Regions from separate parts of the Mus musculus genome. Here region 1 is linked to region 2. A link is a contact called in public Hi-C data. All regions are on one chromosome and are shown on one strand. The core of a region is the stretch at or near the end of the contact, and the rest is flanking DNA. Distances in the headings are between cores, read along the strand shown. Region 1 has its middle 3.2 kb from the start of Gm38913. Region 2 overlaps Gm11419 (a long non-coding RNA gene).

What was found. A called contact is a pair of places that touch in the nucleus more often than the background predicts.
Region 1: a contact with region 2 is called in a Hi-C map of bone marrow-derived macrophages, with 2.6 times the contacts expected there. The contact joins two enhancer-like sites. A contact is called at or near these places in 1 of 15 datasets of contacts at CTCF or cohesin (the NIH/3T3 cell line), 8 of 484 Hi-C or Micro-C datasets (bone marrow-derived dendritic cells, bone marrow-derived macrophages, cerebral cortex and 3 more), 3 of 115 datasets of contacts at active chromatin or transcription factors (the NIH/3T3 cell line, bone marrow-derived macrophages and embryonic fibroblasts) and 2 of 9 other capture datasets (adipose tissue and liver).

What each region holds. Positions count from the first base shown.
Region 1 is chr11:82,071,849-82,076,933 of GRCm38.p6, reverse strand. No RefSeq gene overlaps it. Among named protein-coding and RNA genes, the nearest start is that of Gm38913, 3.2 kb to the right of the region's middle. Within about 2 kb of position 2,928, at least 5 of the 459 cell types and tissues checked have an H3K27ac peak or open chromatin away from gene starts, as enhancers often do. A contact at or near this core is called in bone marrow-derived macrophages, where this site is marked.
Region 2 is chr11:81,993,307-81,998,430 of GRCm38.p6, reverse strand. It overlaps Gm11419 (a long non-coding RNA gene), which reads right to left. Exons shown (of 6, transcript XR_003949730.1): 6 at 2,651-3,527. Among named protein-coding and RNA genes, the nearest start is that of Gm31522, 8.7 kb to the right of the region's middle. Within about 2 kb of position 1,965, at least 21 of the 459 cell types and tissues checked have an H3K27ac peak or open chromatin away from gene starts, as enhancers often do. A contact at or near this core is called in bone marrow-derived macrophages, where this site is marked.

The DNA.
Region 1 (5,085 bases), core at 1,679-4,178, 78 kb before region 2:
AAACACCTCTATGGTGTCAAGAGGCAGAGCATCACAGAAGATGTGTAAGAAATATCTGTCTGAAGCTGGGTGCATGGTGGCCATGTTACCATTCTGCCTGTCATTATTCCCCGCCATCTTTTAAAGCTTGCTCACTATCACAGGCTTTGCCTACTGACAGACTATGTGGAGACATCTCTGCCATCCTTTTGCCATAGTCTTGTGTGATCTGAGATTGGGCTGGGCCATTAGTCCTGACTGGTGCTTGACGGTGAAATCTTGGTGGCAAAAGAGACACCCAGAGCTACAGGATCTGGCGGGAAGATGAATGAGCCTGCTTAGTTGATACTGTCCCTAGGACTTTGAGTAGCTATCTTAGGCAGTGCCTATGCTATGGCAAGACTATTAGTCCTGCAATGAGGACACTAGAATATACATTTGAACTAGTTTTTCTACTAACTCTTCCCTACTCTGTGTACACATGACACTGTGTACATGGAATCATACTGCTGAGAAACATGACTCCTAGAGCGGTAGGAATCTGTGAACTTGTGCACCACATTCCTCCATCTCTTGCCTGGGTTGCAGGCCCATCCCCACTGGATAGAGTGGAAAAATGAGGCCAAGAGGACAAACTTGATGTATCTTTTTCTACAGGGGTTCCGTGCCACTTGTGGCACCAGCATCAGTTCATCCCAGCTCCCTGGTCAGCATGCTGCTGGTGCTTCATGCTCCAGACTTTGCTTTCTGCAGAAGGCACCCCGTCTTGCTCAGACTTGCAGGCTCAGTTGGGCTCCACTGCAGGGAGAAGGCTGGTTCCCTCAGCGAGTCCCAATTTGGAAAAGGAAAGTTGGCCAAGTTTGCATACTGCACAGGACATCTGGGGGGACTTCCAGGAAGAAGCACCCCTATCTCTGAGTACATGCTATTGCGAGACCCCAACTTAGAGCGTTTCTCCCAGGAAGGTAAAGCCTCTGGATGTTCCCAAGCTTGTTTCCCCTGATCTCTAAAAATACAGCCAGAAAAAAGCTCTTTGTTCTCTATAGCCAGCAAAAAAGCCTTTTTTGTTTCTGTGCCTTACTGCCAGAGATGTGATAATTGTAGGAAGCCCTACAAGGACATAGAGAGAGACACCAGAGAGGAGGCTACAGCTCACCCCCCCTGCCCCCCTCGCCAGAAAGGAGCTGTGGCCAACTCTCCTCCCAACTCCTCCCAACCCCTTCCAACTCCTCCCAACTCCTCCCAACTCTCCTCCCAACTCCTCCCAATTCCTCAGCTAGCTGTTAAAAGCCCTCTACTGTTACCACTCGGGGTTGAACTCCCCTGCCCTGCGAGGCATGAGGAGTTCATCCTCAGCTATCTGATAATAAAACCTCTTGCAGTTTGCATCAGGTGTGGTTTTCTTTCGGGTCATTGGGGTGCTGGCCAGCTCATCCCAGGACTTGAGCAGAGGCCCAGCTTCGGGGGTCTTATACTATGTACCTCTGCACTGGGGCTTAGTAAGGTAGTAAGAGAGTAATTAGCACTGTGTGATATTTAGGGAGTTGATTCCAGTTCCTCGGGTCTGTCCTTAGGACTATATATCTTGCACAAGTCACAGCATAGCTTGTTATTACTGTGAGTTGCTGGTTCTCTACTTTTCCTTCCTAGGTTACGATAGAGACCAGAAGCACACCACTAATTATGCCTCCTCTCTTCCTGGCTACCTCAAGTACCCTTAGTGATAGATTCTTTTTGACCTTTGGAATGAATCCAGGTTGCACATTTTGGCACCTTAAGATCCTCCCAAATATAGTACCATGATTGGCATCTTGAAGTTTCTGATTTTTTTTTCACATAGAGTAACATCCAAAGACTGCCAGTTAGGACTTCTGTCTCCTGTCTGCCCTTCCCTTGTCTGCCCTACCTAGATCCCCTCTCATCTCACTCCATCCTGTCCACTGGAAAGGAAAACATGACCAATATGATATGGCCGTTGCTGCCTCTCTCTCTTCACAGATAATGTGTCATTCTCCAAGTTAAGGATAGATTAGATGGAGATAACAAGGCGGAGTGGGGGTGTGAGAATGTTCTGGGATGTATTGCAATGTATTGGGGAGGCACTTCCCCCAGTGGTGGGAGAAGGTTGGGTGAGCAGGAGAAGGAAGGAGTAGCTACAGACCAGCAACCATAATCTTGGCTTCCAGGAAGCTGATACTGGGCATTAAAACCACCATGTCAGAGCAACCTTGCCACTTGTGAGCCTGCATGTTGACTGACCATGTCAAAAAGCCATGCACTAAGATGGTTGGCCATCATTACCCCCACTCTCAGCTTTACATGTTAGTTTCATGTGACTATAAAAGAAAATATAACTGCCACCTAATTAACCTAATTAACCCTTTGGGGGCTCCCAGAGACTGAACCACCAATCAAACAATATGCAAGGGCTGGACTTAGACACCCCACACATGTGTAGCAACTGTGCTGCTCAGTCTTCATCTGCTACATATCCATAGTATGCTTCATCATCCAGATGTTGGGTCCCTTGACAACTGGAGTGGGGGCTTAGCCTGCCTCTGGATCCTGTTCCCCTAACTTGTCTGTTTTGTCTGGTCTCATTGGGAGAGGATATGCCTAGTCCTACAATGACTTGAGGTACCCTAGTAGGTTGATAACCAGGGAGAGATCTCTCCTTTCTCAGAGGTGAAAGGGAAGGGTTGGGGGAGGGGCCATGTGAAGTGGGGACTGGGAGGAGAATGGGGGCTGCAATCAGGATGTAAAACAAACAAACAAACAGACAAACACATGGGAAAAACCTCACAAAAGCAATTCTAGGTTAGCCAAGAGCCATAGAATACAGAGTACATCTGTGCTCAGAGCTGATATCAAGGAAACAGCCAGGCTCTGACTCTGGTATCCCAACTTGCAGTTCTGACTCATGTCACAGACAGTGAGTTCACTCCTGGTCCTCCTTGAAATATAGTTCTCATTTATAAAAGGCAGGGCTCTGGGCTAGCATGATGGTTTAGTCAGTGGAGTGCTTGCCTTTGAAGCATGATGATCTGAGTTGGATCCAGGAATCCACATGAAAAAGTTCAGTGTTGGCACATGCTTGCAGTCGTAGAGCTGGGAAGGCAGAGACTGTCGGATGACTATGGCTTCTGCCAGCTACTTAACCTACTTGGTGAGTTACACACCAGTGAGAGAGACTGCCAAAAGGCCAGGAGGACAGAACCTAAGGAATGATGTCTGAGCTTGTTCGCTGGCATCCACACATACATAACACACAAGGTGGACCTTGTGTCAAAAATCAGTGTGGACAGAAATTGAGGAATGACATCTGAGGATCCCCACCTCTCTCTCTCTCTCTCTCTCTCTCTCTCTCTCTCTCTCTCTCTCTCTCTCTCTCTCTCTCTCTTTCTCTCTCTCTCTCTCTCACACACACACAATTTGTAAGTGGTCTGATTGTCCCAGGGGTGCTTAATATTGCTGCAGGGGCAAAGGGTTCCTCCTATGCGGTGAGCATCATGTGCAGAAACACCAGATAGCTTCACACTGGAGGAGTCCAGTTTTCTCTTGGCCTCTCTACTCTGAGTGCTTTACCTGGGTTTTAAAGACTTGTATCCTGTTCCTGGACGTTACGTGGAAGTCCAGGAGATGAAAGGAACCCCTTGGCAGGTCATGGTCTAGGAATGATGAAATGAGATCTCCAATCTGCAGAGTAGGCACCGGGCCTTGGGGAAATTTCCAGGGAGTGAAAGAAGGAAGCTGGGGCTGTGGCTGCCCAGACTCCTCCACCCACTCAGTGCTGAGGCTCCTAGGGTGAGGAAGAGCAAGGAGTTGCCAGGCTCAGTTCAAGAACAGGAAGTGGTCTGCCTTGGATCTTCCTGCTGGCTTTAATTCTTCTCCCTTGTAATGTCTTCCATGGAAAGGAGAGGAGAGAAGGACACTGTGGTCCTCAGAGAGGTGAGCAGATCCAGGCCCTTCTAGCACTGACCCCATCAGCCTTCCAGTCTCTAAGCCTTGTTAAATAAGGACATTGGCTGAATGAAGGATTATAGGGTCTCACCAGGAGAAAGTTCTCAGGTTTGGATATCAAAAGATATCAAATCTGAAGCACTGGGAAGGGGGGCATTATAGAGTGCTGTGGTTTTTCAAGCCTGTTTTAAGTTGTCAGAGTCTTCCCAGAGTGAATGGTGGCAGGGATCCCAAAATGTGGGCAAGAGGAGTAGACTGAATAATGCAGGATCTAGAGTTGCCTGGTGCTCACCCCCAGCTCCATGGAACAATACAGTATAAAATACATGGAAACAATAAGGCACCCCCACCACCATGCCATGCACGTGTGTGCATATGTGCACACACACATAGCAAGGTGTCAGTTGCAACATAGACAAGCTCAAATGTGGCTTCTACTGAAGACTGGCTCCCTCCAGTGGATGATCAGTTATGAGTGGTAAGTTCTTCACCATACAGCACAGAGATGAGCTGCATCTTCAACTTCTGGAGTAGCTTTCTGTCTAGCTTTGCCTGTCTTCCATACATCCCTCTACAGTCTGCTTCTCTTGGCCATCACCATCAACTCCTTCTGGATTTGAAATTCCAGAGAAGGATCTTTGGCATCACATGTCACCCAACACTGCTCAGATTTCATATTCCACAACAGTGTTTTGGTGCTATGTGTTGCAGGCCTCCCCCTTTTCCTTTATATCTGAAAGGGACTTCCCCAGTCATCCTGTGGTCCTACAGAGAACCACAATAAGAAACTGCAACACTTGGTTATCATAAAGGGCACAGGGGCCCCAACCAGAGGGCACATGATACCTTTAGGGGATGTTGGATCAACAGGCTAAGGACTGTGACCTGCTCTTGCCCTAGAGCATTTGTTGCTCTGAGACCAGGCAGCATGCTCACTTGTGTCTACTGGGTAGATGCCCTGTGCTCATCAGCCATGGGGTATGGGAATGGGTGAATCTGTAACTCATCTTCTACTTCTAGACCCAATGGGCAGTATTGCCAAAAAGGTTCAGTGGGTTCCCCCCTGAAAAGTGTCTAATATGGTCTGTGTGTTCATGTGCACATATATTTGTGAAGGCTTGAGTTTAGGTACCTTTTCCCTATTTC
Region 2 (5,124 bases), core at 716-3,215:
GGATCCTGCTTGTCTTCAGGGGAAAACCTTTAGCGCCTACCCTGGCCATGCAAACTTGGGGACTGGATCTGTAGTCCATACCTCCAGCCACACCCACAGAGCTGGAGGGAAGCACGTAGATAAACGTGCTTCCTTCCCACCTCTCTCCTGAGCCTTCTCAGGCATCCCTCCCAAACTCCCTCCTTTCCAGGTGACAGATGAATCAGGTTCTTGGCCACGCTGGTGGATTCCTCCGAGGTCCCCTACCTCCAAGATTCTTATCACCTTTAACATCCCAGCCACCAAGAATCCTTTCCTGTCATTTCCAAACCTGAAAGTCAGACTGCCACTCAGTTCTCCACACTGCTGCAGTTCTGGGAATGATGTTCCACTCTCTGGGTTAGAGAGAGACTGGGTTCTCCCAGTCCTCCATGTTCTCACTGACCTCAGGCTGAATATCTCTTATGTTTAGTCAACCTAGGTTCTGCTATGGCCATGATACAAAGGTCGTATATAGTGTTATTGATCGTATATAGTGTTATTGATCCCAGAAAGCTTTTGCCCTGAGGCAGTGTAACTCCTATCTCTTTTGGTCTGAGTCCAGGGACCTTAACATCCTCAACTGACACTCCTACAGACCATCTTGGAGGTGGTCCTTGCACAGACCTTCCAGGGCCTAAGAGAAAGTAAGATGCTGTCACAGACTACCCGTGTAGCTTCCTTTACAGGGAGACCTGCTGGCAACCCAGGTGCCTACCTCTCCACCCCAACAGGGGCCATTCATCCTTCTCCTTCACACCAGCTTGCAACAATCTTTCCCAGAGATGGCTCCCATGGACTCTCAGATTCTTCCCTCCCTCGAGTGGCTTGGAGCCACCAGGAGCCACCTGCTTATAAAATTAGTGGGGCCTGAGAATCTCATAATATGCTCCAATTCACTGGGGCCCAACTCAAACCATCTCTCTAGGACCCCCTCCTTCCAGCCTGGCCACCTCCTTATTCTCACAGAAGCACCCCACTCATGCCAAGGCTGTACCCCAATCTCTCTCCGCGTTTCAAGCCATACTTTCTTCCAAGGCACAGAGAGAGCCCCTTCCCCAACTTCAGGAAGTCCTTGCTGACCCGGGCAGAAATTCTGTGCCAGTCATATGGTGCTTAGTCACCCAAGGCTGCCCTCTGTGGCTTTCTTTTCATTTGGCTTTACAAAGCCACTCGCCTCCACTTTGAGGGCATGTGCTTCTGCAATTAAAGTCTGGCATTTAGGAGATACTCAGCAAGGGCTGCCTGGTCACACAAGTGGAGAGTTACGGGTGTTAGAAGCCTTGGGAGTATCTGATGGATTTTTTTGGAGTTTTTGAAACCCCTGGGAGTCCCAAGGGGCAAGGAGAAAAAGGAGGACATTATTTGGTACCATGGGAGTAGGCATGGGGCTAGAAGTACTGTCTGACACTTCTTCTACAGTCCTAACCCCTACCATCTCACAAACCCCCAATAAGCTCCCTATATCTGTTCAGAGGTTGAATTCCAAGATTGGAAGCCAGACCCTGATTCCAGCAGTGGCTCCAGCTCTGCCAACAGTGGGCTCTTTGCAGGTTTGTTAGCTTCCCACCCAGCTTCCCTACCTTTAAAGCGCATTACAGTCTCTGCCTCGTCTAGTCAGGAAGAGTTAACAAGCAAAAAGCAGGTGAAGTAGAAACTGTTTCCACTCACACCCTGGCACACTACACTCAGGGCATTTGGGGCTTCAGGTCTGGGCAGCATTATAGCGGAAAGATTGGATTTAAACCGTGTCTCTATTACTTAGAGCTCAGCGATGGGAAGCGTGTCCTCCTCAGAGCCTGCTTGTTTAACTTGATGAGAAATCATGCCCATGATGTGGGGTTAAGAGGTAATGAGATACGGCTTATTAAACCTGGAGAGCGGTGCTTGTTGTGTACGGAGGACTTGGGTGAATTCCCATCCTCTTTCATTTAAGTCTCCCTTTTCTGCCAGGCAGGTGTCTGGGCTGACAACAGCCACAACTGGAGGAAAGAGGCAAGGGAAGGCTCTGTGGAGTCTGGGAGCAGAAGTTGGTGGGGCCTTGCTGCCCCCTGGTGGCCTGGATAGGCATGACAGCTCTGTGTGCTCTCCGGTGCCACCTTATGGTAGAAGAGATTAGTTACAGAAGAGCTTTCTAGAGATCTCAAGGAGGAAGAATTCACATTTGGCTGGTCTTGCTTCTTTTTTATTACACATAATACCTTGATTACTCTTCTTTTGCACATCTCTTTAAAATATCTGATTCTTTCCCTAAAAATAAATCATAAAAGTGGAGTTTCCTAGCTTCTCTCTCTCTCTCTCCCTCCTTCCCTCCCTCCCTCCCCCCACCCCCGTGCGCATGCGTACATGCATGTGTATATACTAACATCTCTCAGAAATAAAGTACCAGTTAATATCCCCATCATTTTATCTCATCTTCACCAACATTGAATGGTGTCTTAGTTTCGTTTTCTACTGCAGTGGTAAAGAATCCTGACCAAAAGACAATAGAGAAGAAGAGTTTATTGGCCAATGATTCCAAGTTACAGCTCACAATTGCAGAGAAATTAAGGCAGGAACTTAGGCATGACATCCACAGGCCAAAAAAAAAAAAAAAAAACCAAAAAAAAAAAAAAAAAAACAGAGAGCCAAGTATGCCCTTCATGTCTGCTTGCTAGGTTACTCACAGGCTGCTAGCTTTCTTCATCCTTACACAGTTCATGTCTCAGCCCATGAAATAATGCCACCCACAACAGGCTGAGTCTTCCTACATCACTTAGCAATCAAATAAGTCCCCCCCCACAGGGATGCCCAGTGGCCATTGTGATTTAGATAGTTCCTCAATTAAGATGTTTCTCAGGTGCTTCTAGTTTTGTCAAATTGAGTGTGTGCATTGTTGAATATAACCTTTCAGTGTTCCTGTCCCTTGCCATATAATATTCTGCTCTGAGAGTGTACTATGGTTTCCTTCCTCATGTTACTGTTGATCTGTGTCTACATTGCTTCCGAGTTTGGAGCTGTTATAAATAATGCTGCCACAAATATTTTTGTTCCATATAAGAACATGTTCATGCAAGTCACGAGTGACCAAATGTCAGCATATTGTCTAGTCTGTTCCTAGAAGTAGGATTGGTACACAGTATTGTATGGAAAAGTAGTCTTCTAGTAGATACTGCTAAATAGGTTCCCAGAGCAGTTGTGTCGATTTACAATGCCCCCAGCAGCACCAGGTACATGCACTCTTGCCAACGCTTATTATTTTCTGTCATATCTACTTTGCCGTCCTTATGTGAGTAAAGTTTGGATTTTCTTTTCCATGTCTCCTAAGACAGAATACATCTTTATAGTTTTATTAGTCATTTCTGTGTCCTATTGGGGTGGTCTTTCTTCACACTGCTATTAAGGCATATCTCTGTATTTTCAGTTGTTAATTCTGTATCAGCAGAGAGCCACGTGCTGGCAGGATTTTGGTATCACGATTTCCAAGCCTCATCACTGGCTTTTCTATTCGTAAATGCTGCCTTCAGGACCTGCCAAAAACATGAAGGGCAGAGAGCACTCATTGGTTATAATAAAAAGCTGACAGCCAATAGCTGGGGCAGAAAGTATGGAGGGTGGAGCTTCCAGGCAGGGAGAGAGAGAGAGAGAGAGAGAGAGAGAGAGAGAGAGAGAGAGAGAGAAATACAAGTAGAGGCAGGAGAATTTGAAACAGACGTGGAAGGGAAGAGAAGGGAGCACAGGAGAGCAGGAAGGTAAAGAGCTAGCTATGTGGTGGGGCCCAGGCTGGGAAGTCAGGTGAAGTTAGAAGCTAGCAGAAGTCTGTCCCAGATAAAGGACAACAGCTATAAATGTTATAGAAGCCTCGTGTCCTATTTTTATAGCAAGTGGGTCTGTGAAAGCCTCACAATAGTGTTCCTTCTGGTTGGTTGTATGTTTTAATCGCCTGATTTTGAAAGAGTCTTGTCATGTCAGGGGGGTTGTGTTTACATACACATCAGTCGCAGATCACGACTTGTGTTTGTTGCTTTTCACTCTTACATGGCTGTGGTGGTTTGAATATGCTTGGCCCATGGGGAGTGGCACAATTAGGAGGTGTGGCCTTATTGGAGGAGATGTGTCCTTGTTAGAGGAAGTATGTCATTGGGTAGGCGGGCTCTGTTAGAGGAAGTATGTCACTGGGTAGGTGGGCTCTGAGGGCTCCTATGCTCAAGCTCCTTCCAGTGGGGAAGACGGTCTTCTCCTAGCTATCTTTGAATCAAGATGTAGAATTCTCTGCTCCTCCAGCACCATGTCTGCCTGCACACTGTCCTGCTTCCCACCATGATGGTCATGAACTGAACTTCTGAAACTGTAAGCCAGCCCCAATGAAATGTTTCCCTTCATAAGAGTTGCCTTGATCATGGGGTCTCTTCACAGCAATAAAATCCTAACAAAGACAATGGCCTTGACCACATCCCTGGAATTTTGATGTCATCTGATGCATGCATTTTCTCTCATTATTCACATTTTTTGTAACCTGGTTAAGAATTCTGACTCTTTGGCAAACATATTTTCTTAGATGATACAAATCTAATCGTCGCATTTACCTATGCTCCATCTGCCATTGGCTTTTGTGTGTCATGCGTAGAAGAGGGGAAATGTGTTTTTACCAATATGGATGCACAACGACCAAGAACTAATTATTGACAGGACTGGCTTCCCTCTGTGGCATTGTAGAGGCATGCTACACCAAGGAATGCTATACAGCAATAAGCACAGATGATTTTAAACTGTATTCAGTAATAAGGATGATCCTCCCAACTGTGCAGCTAACATGGGAGGAGGCATTGCAAATGTGACTGCAGGTGATTTTTTACATCATAAGCAGACATAAGTGCATTTAGAGGACAACTGCTGGAATATTTGTTCTGTCCCATTACTCATTTTATTCTCCTACAGATGCCACCATATCTTAGTCACTAAAACTTTGAAACAGACCTTTACATCAGACAGTCTTAGGTCCTCAGTTTGGCTCTGCTCTCCAGTCGCTTCTGTGGCTTTCAGCCATCCTCAATTCCCTCTAAGTTTTAGCTTTGGATAATCAACTATTATACAAGCCCCAGCTGGGGTTTGATTGCGAAAGCTCTT